Regions from separate parts of the Macaca mulatta genome. Here regions 1 and 2 are each linked to region 3. The links are chromatin contacts, called in public Hi-C maps. All regions are on one chromosome and are shown on one strand. The core of a region is the stretch at or near the end of the contact, and the rest is flanking DNA. Distances in the headings are between cores, read along the strand shown.

What was found. Hi-C and Micro-C count contacts between places; a contact is called where the count stands out from the background.
Region 1: a Hi-C map of cortical neurons shows a contact between it and region 3, with 4 times the contacts expected there. The contact joins the promoter of TMEM214 here to the promoter of KHK in region 3. A contact is called at or near these places in 4 of 14 Hi-C or Micro-C datasets (CD4 T cells, blood, cortical neurons and 1 more).
Region 2: a Hi-C map of liver shows a contact between it and region 3, with 2.1 times the contacts expected there. The contact joins the promoter of AGBL5 here to the promoter of KHK in region 3. A contact is called at or near these places in 4 of 14 Hi-C or Micro-C datasets (CD4 T cells, blood, fetal cortex germinal zone and 1 more).

What each region holds. Positions count from the first base shown.
Region 1 is chr13:97,966,116-97,969,847 of T2T-MMU8v2.0, forward strand. TMEM214 (transmembrane protein 214) reads right to left here and starts at 1,725. Exons shown (of 16, transcript XM_077959939.1): 1 at 1,491-1,725; 2 at 396-595. The coding sequence starts at 1,635.
Region 2 is chr13:97,947,550-97,951,512 of T2T-MMU8v2.0, forward strand. It overlaps AGBL5 (AGBL carboxypeptidase 5), which reads right to left and starts at 1,558. Exons shown (of 16, transcript XR_003721820.2): 1 at 1,428-1,558; 2 at 1-76. TRNAA-AGC (transfer RNA alanine (anticodon AGC)) reads right to left here and starts at 1,765; the gene lies at 1,693-1,765. TRNAY-GUA (transfer RNA tyrosine (anticodon GUA)) reads right to left here and starts at 2,189; the gene lies at 2,100-2,189. LOC144333855 (a long non-coding RNA gene) reads left to right here and starts at 2,911. Exons shown (of 3, transcript XR_013402950.1): 1 at 2,911-2,949; 2 at 3,218-3,387.
Region 3 is chr13:97,912,252-97,915,821 of T2T-MMU8v2.0, forward strand. It overlaps KHK (ketohexokinase), which reads right to left and starts at 2,223. Exons shown (of 8, transcript XM_077959977.1): 1 at 1,560-2,223. The coding sequence starts at 1,651. EMILIN1 (elastin microfibril interfacer 1) reads right to left here. Exons shown (of 8, transcript NM_001260908.1): 8 at 2,532-3,228. The coding sequence ends at 2,891.

The sequences.
Region 1 (3,732 bases), core at 475-2,974, 53 kb after region 3:
CACTCCAGCCTGGGCGACAGAGGGAGATTCTATCTCAAAAAAAAAAAAAAAAAAAAAAAAAGGAAAACAGAGGACAAGATAGAAAATGAAAGATCAGTATTTCCACAGGACAGAGAATCATAACCAGTTTCTCCATCTCCTCCCTGGTGTTCCTGGGTCTTCAAGGCTTTCCTCTTACCAATCCATGTTTCCCTATAAATTTTCCATTTCCTTTCTATTCTAGCTGCAGGCATTCTGTTCCCCTGGGGTTTCCATCTTCTCCTGAACTCCTGCTCTCAACCCTTAAGTGTTCCTCCAATTTCATAGGATCTCAGCTGTCCATCCGCCTCCTCCTCTCATCTTCTCTACATCTCAAGCCCCCATTCTTTCTGCGTGTCATGTCTAGGCACACTCACAGCTTTCAGTGCTTCCTCCAGGCTGCGGAAGCGGCCCTGCTTCTGGTTTTGGTTGGGAAGAGTTGCCACCTTCTTTGGCTGCTTCTTGTTCCCTGGTTTCTTAGGCTCCACAGCAGGGGGTGGGACCTGCTCCTTATTCTGCCGCTTCATGATATTCTCAAAGCCCCGCTCATAAAGGGTGCTTGTGGTCTGGATTGGAGCTGAGGTGAAGATAGGTAGAGAAAGGCAGGCCACCCTTGAGTCCCCAAGGCCTCACCTATCAGTGGTCCCTTTCCCCACACTGCCACCTAATTAATCTCCAGGGAAGAGCCTGTCTCAAAGCCCCTTCCTCTTGGGCTGCTTAAAGAGCAGGGCAGGGTGTTCTCCTGGTAGTTTCTTTCGTTACAGCTCTTGAGTCTATGGGCTCTTTCATAAAGATGGGGCAGTTCTTTATTAGACAAATCAGAGTATGTAGGAACAAGCAGAGAGGCTGGATATAGAGGTCTGCCTTATTCGGTGAGTGGCTACTAGTCTGGAAAGGCAGGCTTTTTCCATCTTGGTCCTACCCTAACGCCTCTTGGTTCCGACATGACAACTCTATAATCAACAAGTGGCAATCTTTCTCCACTCCTCAGTGGAAGAACCAGGTGTCACTTATAATTCCTGGTGAGTGTTGAGTGTGTGGCACTCATTTCTCCCACTGCTTGGCCTCCTGTCCCTTCCTCCATGACTGGTTACTTAAAGAGGGGGCACTGTGTATAATGATCCAGAGTGCCTCTTCCCAGCTCAGACACCTGCCCAGGGAGGCCGGCTAGGTTCCTGGGCAGCTGGGAGAGTGTGTGCAGTGAACTGAGAGTCTGAGGACCGGAATCCTGGCCCCTCTGACACATGACCCTGGCCAGGGTGTCCAACTTCACTGGGCCTCAGTTTACTCATCTGGGAGGTAAGGACCGCAACCTCCCCTGGAGCTGTCCGCCTCCCGTAAGGCTCCAAAAAGACAAAGCAAGGGTGGCGCTCCGGGATGTGCCTGCGAGCTCGCGCCCAGGTTCTGGGAGCGGCTCGCTGCGACCCTGCCGGACAGGCCCTGGGTACGCGCCAGGCAGGGTGGGTACTCACGGGTCAGGTCGTATTTCCACACTCCATTTGCTTCCCCGAGCGCCCGGCGGTTCCCGCCGCCGCCTCGGCCGCCAGCGCCGGCCCCAGGCCGCCGGCCCTTCTTCACCACCTCCCAGCGCCCCACGCCCGCCGTCTTGGCCGCCATGGCTCGGAGCCCTCCCGCCTCGGCCACTTCCCCTGCTTTCCGGCCCGGCGCTGGCGCGCCGCACTCTGCCACGTCTCCTCGCAGGACCGCGCGCCCGGCGCCCAGCGCCCGCCGCAAGGCAGCCTGGGACTTGTAGTCCCTCTCCTGGGCCGGGCTCTTTCGGGCGAGGAGCGACTGGAAGAGGCTCCCGTGGCAGCCTGCGGTCCCCGTCCAGGCGAAGAGGCCGGAAGGAGAGGAGATTCCCTTCTGAGAACGTTCACTGAGCGCCGATGTGAACGCCACGGCATCGAGAGACTTGGTAGAACTGTTTCTGTTTTTGTTTCCTTTATTGATCAATTGATTGATCGATTGATTGACAGGGTCTCGCTCTGTCGCCCAGGCTGGAATGCCCAGGCTGGAATGCAGTAGCGCGACCCCAGCTCACTGTAACCTCCGCCTCCCAGGTTTAAGCGACTCTCGTGCCTCAGCCTCCCGAGTAGCTGGGACTACAGGCTCCCGCCGCCACGCCCAGCTAATTTTTGTATTTTTGGTAGAGACGGGGTTTCGCCATGGTGGCTAGGCTGGTCTCGAACTCCTGACCTAAAGTGATCCACCCGCCTCGGCCTCCCAAAGTCCTGGGATTACAGGCGTGAGCTGCGGCGCCCAGCCACTGCTTTTCTTTCCTTTCTGGTACAGCTGGAAGGATGGGATGGAAGTAGTGCTCCTCATCTCTGGGGAGAGTTTGAAGATTGAATGCTTCCTTTCTTCTAGGAAAGTGCTGGCTTTACTGCTGCTAGTGATTAAACTTCGGGTTTAATGGGCTATACAAATCTATTGCCAAAGAACAAGGAAGAGGATGGAGGCTTGAGGAAAGGGCAGAGTGTTGGGGAGCTGGGGTAGGAAGTGGAGAATGGAGAATACTTCTTTTATTTTTATTTTTATTTTTTGAGACAGGATCTTGCTTTGTCACCCAGGCTGGAGTTCAGTGGCACGATCACAACTCACCGCAGCCTCGACTTCCAGGGCTCGGTTGATCCACCGCCACGGATCACCTGACCCACCACCACGCCCGGCTAATCTTTGGTATTTTTTGTAGAGACAGGGTTTTGCTGTGTTGCCCAGGCTGATCTCAAACTCCTGGGCTCAGTGATCCACCCTCCTCAGCCTCCCAAAGTGCTGGGATTACAGGAGTGAGCCACTGCTCCTGGCCTCCGAGTTCTTCTCATGGAGGCTGAGAAAAGTTTGGGGGTCTGGGACAGCTAGGGCCGGGTTTCCCCTTCCAGGCAATGGGAAAGAACAGGCTCTGCCTCCCACCACAAGAGTCAGTCCCAAGTTCCAGATGTGTCAGGGAAGCGATGGAGAGCCCCAGACTTGAGGCATTTGCAGACAGGTTCCTGCTCAGACATCCATGTGGAGGGTGTTAGTATCTTGGGAGCCTTCAGAACCTTGAAGCATGCCAGCAGAGGAGAATGAGGGAAGAGAAAATCGAAGTGACTTATCACAATTAAAGAAATGTGCTATTTCATATACAACTGTGTGTGAGGATGAGATTCCTATCTGCCATACTGAGGTATTATGGTAAGAACTATGAGAGTCCAAATTCCTACAGGATGAACAGCTGAGGGAGTGATGAATTCTTTAGGAAGGAGATTAGCTTCTGGAAGGAGACAGCAGCTGAGATGGGTTCTGAGAAATAGAATTTTCATTGGTTCGCTGGGCGCCGTGGCTCACACCTGTAATCCCAGCACTTCAGGAGGCCGAGGTGGGTATCACTTGAGGTCACCAGCCAGGCCGACATGGTGAAACCCCGTCTCTACTAAATACAAAAAATTAGCTGGGCATGCTGGCACATACCTATAATCTCAGCGGCTTAAGAGGCTGAGACAGGATAATCGCTTGAACCTGGGAGGTAGAGGTTGCAGTGAGCCCAGACTGTGCCACTGCACTCCAACCTGGGCAACAAAAGCTAAACTCCATCTCAAACCCCAAACAACAAAACAACAACAACAAAAAACAAAATTGAATTTTCACTGGCTGAGGATTAGGGTGGGTGGAGAGAAAATGCCAGTTGTGTGGATCTGTTGATGTAAAACAAAGGCCTAGAGGGTTGGTAAACTG
Region 2 (3,963 bases), core at 308-2,807, 35 kb after region 3:
GAACAGCAATCCCCCACAGCGCAGCTCCATGGTGGGGCTGGGAAAGCATCCTCTTGCCCCGCTCTGGCCCTGAGAGCTGGGGAAAAACAGGGTTAGGTTAAAGAGGAAAGGGAAGAGTTTTCTGGGTATCTCTGGATAAATAAGAGCTATTCTTAGGGAGTGCCCTATGAAACAAAAGGCTCTCTCCATCTTAGAAAACACAGAAGTGGTCTTCCAGCAAAGGCCAAGAGAGAGCAGCACTCTGTACTTCAACACTAAGGGTTGTAAATGACCTAAAGGGACCACATTTTACTTTAGCTTGGCTGTTCCCAAATAAAACACAGTGGCTTAACTATGTTGAAAAATACTAAACTCTCAGCTGCTTTGCAGCCCAAAGATTAGAGAATATAATCAGAGAGGTCGGATTTCCCAAACCTAGCCAAGATACACTCACCACCATACATGGCCACCTTTAGAGATGGGCCGTTCTGGATCTCTGGCTCTGCACTCTCCAGCACAGAGCAGAGAGAGGAACGGAGGTTCTGAGTGTAAATGGGTAGTCCTCTCTCCAGCCTCTGTCCTCAAGTACTGAGCGGACATTCTCGTGTTGCTCCCCTGAGCCCTGTAAGGGCTGGTTCTTCCTTTTTTGTTACTACCTTATGCCTAGTATGGAGGAAAATTATAACAGCGTGGCCTCTGCCAAGCCAAAGGCTACTGGGCTCACCTAGCGACAGGAGCTCCATTCCAGCCAGGGCATGGGGATGTTTCCAAACCCTTCCGCCCCGTAAGCACTGCACCCTGCGAAAGCTACCCTAGTAGTTGTGGATGAGTAATGGGTGTTCTGAGCACCCCTAAAAGAGGTGGGCTGCTAGAGTACCACTCGGGGGCAGGAGGCTGGCTTCTCCACCCTCGACTCGCGGGGAACCGTTCACACCGAGCGGGCTTGTCCTGGGCAGGGTGGGACTGGGAGGCATGGGAGGGGTCGAGACGACCTCCCGCGGCAGGGGGTTGGGCAGGGAGGGCCTAGGAGTCAGAGGTGAGGCCACGGAGCTGCGCGGGGTTGGCACCGCGGAAGCCAGGGCGGGGGAGGGGGGCGGGGGCGGGGTGGCCTTCGAAGGGCTTGGGCTGAAGGGGCTGAGAGAAGGGGGCGGGGCCGGGGCTGGCGGGGCCGGGGCTGGCGAGGCCCGTAGTCCGCGCAGAGCCCCTCACCTCTCTCCGGGCCGGTGATCCCGCTCCCTCTCCCGCTAGCGAGGCCGCACCTCGGGCCCCGGCACCCGGGCCCTCCACCCGGGCCCCCAAAAACACCCGAGCGCCGCGGTGCCGGGACCCCGCTCTGCCAGGAAACAAGAAGTCTCTCGCCTATTGGCCGCGGCTGCAGCTGGCGACCCGCCCAGTAAAGCTCACTACCATTGGTCAGCTCGCAGGGTTCCTCGCACGTTAGTGGGTACCTGAGCGAGTGTCGTTTGGGGACTGGCGGCCAGGCGCGGCCGGAGGATTCTAGCGGCGTCTTCCCGGAAGACGGTTAACGGCCTGCCTGCCAGGAGGCGGGAAAGATAAAGTGGCAGAAACTGGGACTCAACTGCGAAATAAAAACATCGTGTGAAGCTCCTTATCGCTTAACAGTCTTGTATCTCTAAAATGAAACACCTTGCCCATTGCGCTGGGGATCCCTCCATTTTGTGTTCTCTAGTGTGAGAGACGCAAAATGCGAAGTGGAGGATGCGGGCATCGATCCCGCTACCTCTCGCATGCTAAGCGAGCGCTCTACCATTTGAGCTAATCCCCCGCCTGCTGCTGGTTTCTTTCCCTTTGCCTTACAGGTTCACTGCACAGTTCACTGACCAGCGGATCAACCGCAGTTCAGGACATTTATTTAGCATAGTATCATCCATATGCAAGATTCTAAAAGTCAGGCATATAATTGTGTGCTTAAGCAGAAAACCTTATTCTAAAACACGTTACCACATTTACACTGAACGCACAAAGAGCGTTACCGTATACTACATACTACTGTGAGTCCTTTGGTCTAAGAGCAGTACTCATGCTAAGTCACAGGAGGCCTCTAAGCCTTTCCCTTTGAGACAATTTAATTAAATTGAGGCTAAAAATGGTACACGAAGTCCTTCGAGCCGGAATCGAACCAGCGACCTAAGGATTACCACAGTTCCATCCACTACAGTCCTCCGCTCTACCAACTGAGCTATCGAAGGCTCCGCTGTGATAAGGTGTTGCTGACAGCCCTCTAATACCACAATCTCATCCAGCCATGACCACTGACTTCTCCCGCTAAAGGAACCTGCTGGGGCCTCACAGAGCTGAAGAAGACGGACTCCCAAAGGCAAGGAAAGGAAGCTGCCCAAAGTTCGGGTTCTCAGCCCAGAACGAAGGCCACACCGGCCCTGAGCTTCCCGGCTTTTTAACAAAATGCTCCCAACGCCCCGCGGTCGTTTCTCCAGGATCGCGAACGCCCAGCCCGCCGCCGCCTCCTGGAGCTCCGGGGCAGCGCTTGTGCCGCGGTGCCTGCACTCACGGAGCTTTGCGACCGCGACGCGCAAACCCTGCTCGAGAGCCGATGGGCCACTTTGGCTGCTCCTGCTCCACATTTCCCTCGGCTTCTCCGGGTGTGTTCTCCTGACGCGAAGGACATTCGCTCGGCCAATTAACTCAGGTTTTGTCAGGCTCTATTCATCCTGACCAGTGCAAGAGACGGCGACCGCGGGGCGCTGCAGGCTTCGGCGCGGCGCGGGATCCGGCGGCGCCGACCCCCATGGGCCGCCCTGGGATCGCGGGCCTGGCTGCGTGGCCCGAAGGCTCGGGGAGGGGGCTACGCGCCGGGAGAGGGCGGCGGGGCTGCAGCACAAGCTTTCCTGCCCTAGGAAGCGCTCGCAAGCCTGGAGGATTCCCCTGCGGTAGACCTGGGATGGTGGGGGGCGCGCGGCCCGGTGGGTCCCTGAAGCCTCCGAGACCCATGTGAGGTCGGGGTCGGGGCGGCCTTGCAGTGCCCGGCACAGGCCACTGGTCTCCCTTGTGGGTTTTTGCACAGGTCCGTTTACTCTCGGAAATCTTGGGTTCCCCAGGGCCGGGGAAGGGTCTTCTGCCCCGTCTGGGGCCTCTCCCCCGGCACTGTGGATGTCTAAGTGTCCTGCGTGGGGTCAAGGAGTGACCCCACGGGTTCCCCCTTCTCTGTCACTAGCCAGCTCACACCTTCGCCTGTCTTTTCCGTGTGTTTTTTCCACAGTCTTTTGCTCACCGGGTTTTCAACAACAGATATAAACCTAAACCTCAACTCCTCTGTGAAGCCCTGCTTGGTCGTCCTGTGGGGTGGGTCTGCCGGGAGACCTGGCCTCAATTTCCAGCTCTGAGCCAACGTCCTGTGCTACCTTGAGCCAACATCGCCCGCGAATCCAGGTCTGGTGATGCTTTCTAGCCCCTTGCAGCTCCAACATTTGATGGGTTCTCTCGGGCTGAGCTTTATATCCGAAATTTCTAGATATAAAGGTGTGTCAACATTTAGATAGAAGAATATAGAAGATCTGCATAACTTTTATTATTCATTATCAAAAAATGGCATTCATGGCCAGGCGCGGTGGCTCTCACCTGTAATCCCAGCACTTTGGAAGGCCCAGGCGGGCGGATCGCCTGAGTTCAAGAGTTGGAGACCAGCCTGGCCAACATGGTGAAACCTCATCTCTACTAAAATGCAAAAATAATTAGACAAGCATGGTGGCGCGCGCCTGTAATCCCAGCTACTCAGGAGGCTGAGGTGGGAGAATCGCTTGAACGTGGGAGGCAGAGATTGCAGTGAGCCTAGATTATGCCACTGCACTCCAGCCAGGGAGACAGAGAGAGACTCTGTCTCAAAGAAAAGGCCGCACGCGGTGGCTCACGCCTGTAATCCCAGCATTTGGGAAGCTGAGGCGGGTGAATCCCCTGAGTTCAGAAGTTCCAGACCAGCCTGGCCAACATGGAAACCCCATTTCTACT
Region 3 (3,570 bases), core at 973-3,472:
CCTCTTATCCAGTTCTTAGCTGGGACAACTAATATAGCCCAGGAGCAATTCTCAATGTTCTAAGCACTCACTGACTGCACCAAGAGAAAGCTAGTGTCCCGCCCCACAGAAATGCCTTCACAGCATTACAGCATAACTAATGGTGGGGCCCTTAGCAAGAGGAAATACAAGAACCAATAAGCCGGGTGTGGTGGCTCATGCCTGTAATCTCAGCACTTTGGGGGACTGAGACGGGCAGATAACTTGAGGTCAGGAGTTTGAGACCAGCATGGCCAACATGTCTCTACAAAGAAAACCCCTGTCTCTACAAAAAAAAAACCAAAAGCAAACAAACAAACAAAAAGCCGGGCATGATGGCATATGCCTGTAATCCCAGCTACCCAGGAGGTTGAGGCAGGAGAATTGCTTGAATCCAGGAGGCGGAGGTTGCAGTGAGCCAAGATCGTGCCACTGCATTCCATCCTGGGCAACAGAGCGAGACTCCATCTCAAAAAGAAAAAGAACCAACAAATCAGCTGGATGCAGTGGCTCACGCCTGTAATCCCAGCACTTTGAGAGGTCAAGGCAGGAGGACTGCTTGAGCCCAGGAGCTCAAGACCACCCTGATCAACATAGTGAGAAACCATCCCTACACAAAATTTAAAATACAGCTCTGACGGTGACGTGCGTGTGTAGTCCCAGCTACTCAGGAGGCTGAGGTGGGAGGATCACTTGAGTCTGGGAGGTCAAGGCTGCAGTGAGCATGGTTGCGCCGCCACTGCACTCCAGCCTGGAGGACACAATGAAACCCTGTCTCAAAAAAAAAAAAAAGAACCAACAAGTGACTTCAGTTTCCAGCAGACAACTGAGAAGGATGTTTCCACTACTAAACAGTGTTCACTGACCTTTGTGAAGAGGACTTCTGGTAAACTCCTCTTGGAATTTAGCACCAGGAAAAAGCTTGCTGGGGCTCATGAATCAGTTCTATCCATACATAAACCATGACATCTCATGTTTGCCTCCAGTACCAGCAAGCTCTGAGCTATAGTCAAAGCTCAAATACCACGGTCTTAAATGTTCTGCAACAGTGTAACTGTACATACTTTTTACTGTAAACTACCTCAAATCTTTCTCAGGAATAGGTGCGAGATATGTGTGATAAATAAGTTAGAAGTAAATGTTGATGAGAGGCAAGTGGGTTTAAAAAGAAGCAGCAGAAGCAGGAAACGGGTCCTGCACCTTGGTAGCTGTGTGCCCCTGGATAAGCCCCTTCGTCTCTGAATCTATACTTGCTTATCAGTAAAATGGGGATCCTGATGCCTGACACCGTCCCTAAGTTGAAATGGAAATTGGCTAACACAATGCTATTAAATCCTGGGTCGTCTTATTAAAGACCTCATTCCTTCCTCTCTTCTCTCATACTGGGAGCCCCCCCAGGACTCCCGGGTAGAGGGCGCCGGTCCGGCCTTGAAGCTGGGCTCTCAGGGCCTCACTGCGGGGTCTCTGCAGCCTCGGTCGCTGGCACAAATGCTGGACTGCAGCAGCCGCTGGGGTCCCCTAGGGGACCTGGGCGCCCCTACCTTATCTCTGAGTCCTCCTTAGGGTACTTGTCCACCAGGCTGATGACGTCCAGCACCACTAGCCCCACGCACAGGATCTGCTTCTCTTCCATGAGGCTGATCCCAGAGCTTCCTGCCCGCCCGACTGACGGGTTCCTCCCGGCCTCTGCCTGTTATCCAGGAGGATGGTGTCCTCGCTCCCAGCTGCCCTGGCTCCTCCTCCGCGTGGGAGCTCCTCCTCCAGGGAGCCACCTGCAGCGGCGAGGGGTGCAGGAAACGAAAGGAGCTGGGCCTTTGCTCCCGACACCCGAAGACCCAAGCTGGCCTGGGAAAGCCAACCCGGAGGTCTTGGCCCCCGGTCTTCCCGTAGCAGGTTGCCTGGGCCTGCAGATGGCAACGCCTCCCACTTCTCAGCCTCAGTTTCCTCGCTTGTCAGATGGACTCGGAGCTGATGCAAACCTTTCTAAAGCGCGGCTAAGCGATCTCGAGAATGCAAAGAGAAAATGCGCTGGAAATGCGCTACGTGCCCCGCCCTCTGCTGCACCTGCGTCTCGGACTCCCGACCCTGGGCCCGCGAGGTAGAGCTGGGCCTGCATCTGCAGCCCTGCCTGAAGACCGTGGTCGCGGCTGCCCGGCCCCGCCCGGGTTAGTCCCAGCCGAGGCCACGCCTCCGCCGCGGAGCAGCGGGACCCGCCGGGTGGGCGGCAGCCTCACGTGGCGGGAACGCCGAGCGCCCCCTGGCGGACGCCGGCGAAATGGGCGGGACGCTAGGGAGATGTCGCAGAAGCGGGGCAGGCGCCGCTTGCTGCCTGAGCCAACCGCCAGCAGCCCCGAGCCGGGCGGAGGCGGCGAGCGCAGTGCGGTACCCGGGGTTCCCTCCGGAGGCCACGGTCTCTCCCGCCCCGTGCCCTGTGCACGCCTGGCAGCCCCCGACCCCGTACCGGAGCAGAACGGTTCGTTTAGTTTTTTTTAGAAAAACCAAGTGTCTTTATTCCTGGATCGTTTAGTACGGCGGTGGGCGGCGCCCGCGCGGGGGAGCCTGGAGCCCCAGGGACTCTGCCTGGAGGGCCACTGGAGGGAGCGGAGGGTGCGAGGATCGGCTCTTCCGCAGGCCGGCCCTGGAGGGGTTCCGGAGGTATCGCGCCAGGCCAAAAGTCTCCATGGGCGGCCCCGGGCCTCCCTGAGCCGGCGCGCCCCGGGCCTGGGGAGAGGCCCCTCTGGGCGCGGTGCCGCTGCGGGCCCGGGTGCGGCGCTCGCCCAGGGCTGGGTGCTGCGTCCCAGGCGGGACCCCGGGAGCCTGCCGCCCCCGCTGTCTCTTCAGCCGGCGTAGACACGTCGGGCGGGACCCCAGTCTACGCGTGTTCAAGCTCTGGGTCCCCATAGAGCAGGGCCCCGCTGAAGATGGTGAGCGGCTCCTCCGAGTGCGCCAGCTGCCCCATGACCAAGTCGACGCAGACCGTGTCCCCGGCCTGCAGCGGCAGGATGAGGCTGAAGACGCCCAGGGTGCCCGGGCTGGGCTGGCTCTCGGCCACCGGCTTATTCTCCAGGCCCTCGGGCTCGTAGCCGCCGGAGTCTACGCGGGCCACGCCCTGGTTGGAGCGGGACAGCACGGCCTCCACTTTCTCGTGCCGGTGCCCAGTCAGCACCGCGCTCAGCAAGTAGCGTCCGGCCAGTGGCGCTGTGAACACGCCTGGGAACAAGGATAGCAGTCAGGGGGGCCAGGGAAGCTCCGGGGAGCGCACCAGAACTCCTGGACTCTGGAGGGACCCGCTGGGTCTTTTCCCCTCACTGGAATGCAAGCAGCAGGGAACTTGGGGCTTTGTTCACTATGCATCCCCAGCCCTTAAAACAGTGCCTGGGCAGGAGCAGACCCCAGTAGAGATCTGCTGAATGAATGAATGAATGAATGACTACTACTTCTCCCCACTGGCTGAGAATGAATAAATGAAGAAAGAGCCGAGGTCTCCCCAAATCAGAGAATGAAAAGATTCACACTGTCGGAAGAGGCAAGAATGGGAAGATAACACTGCAC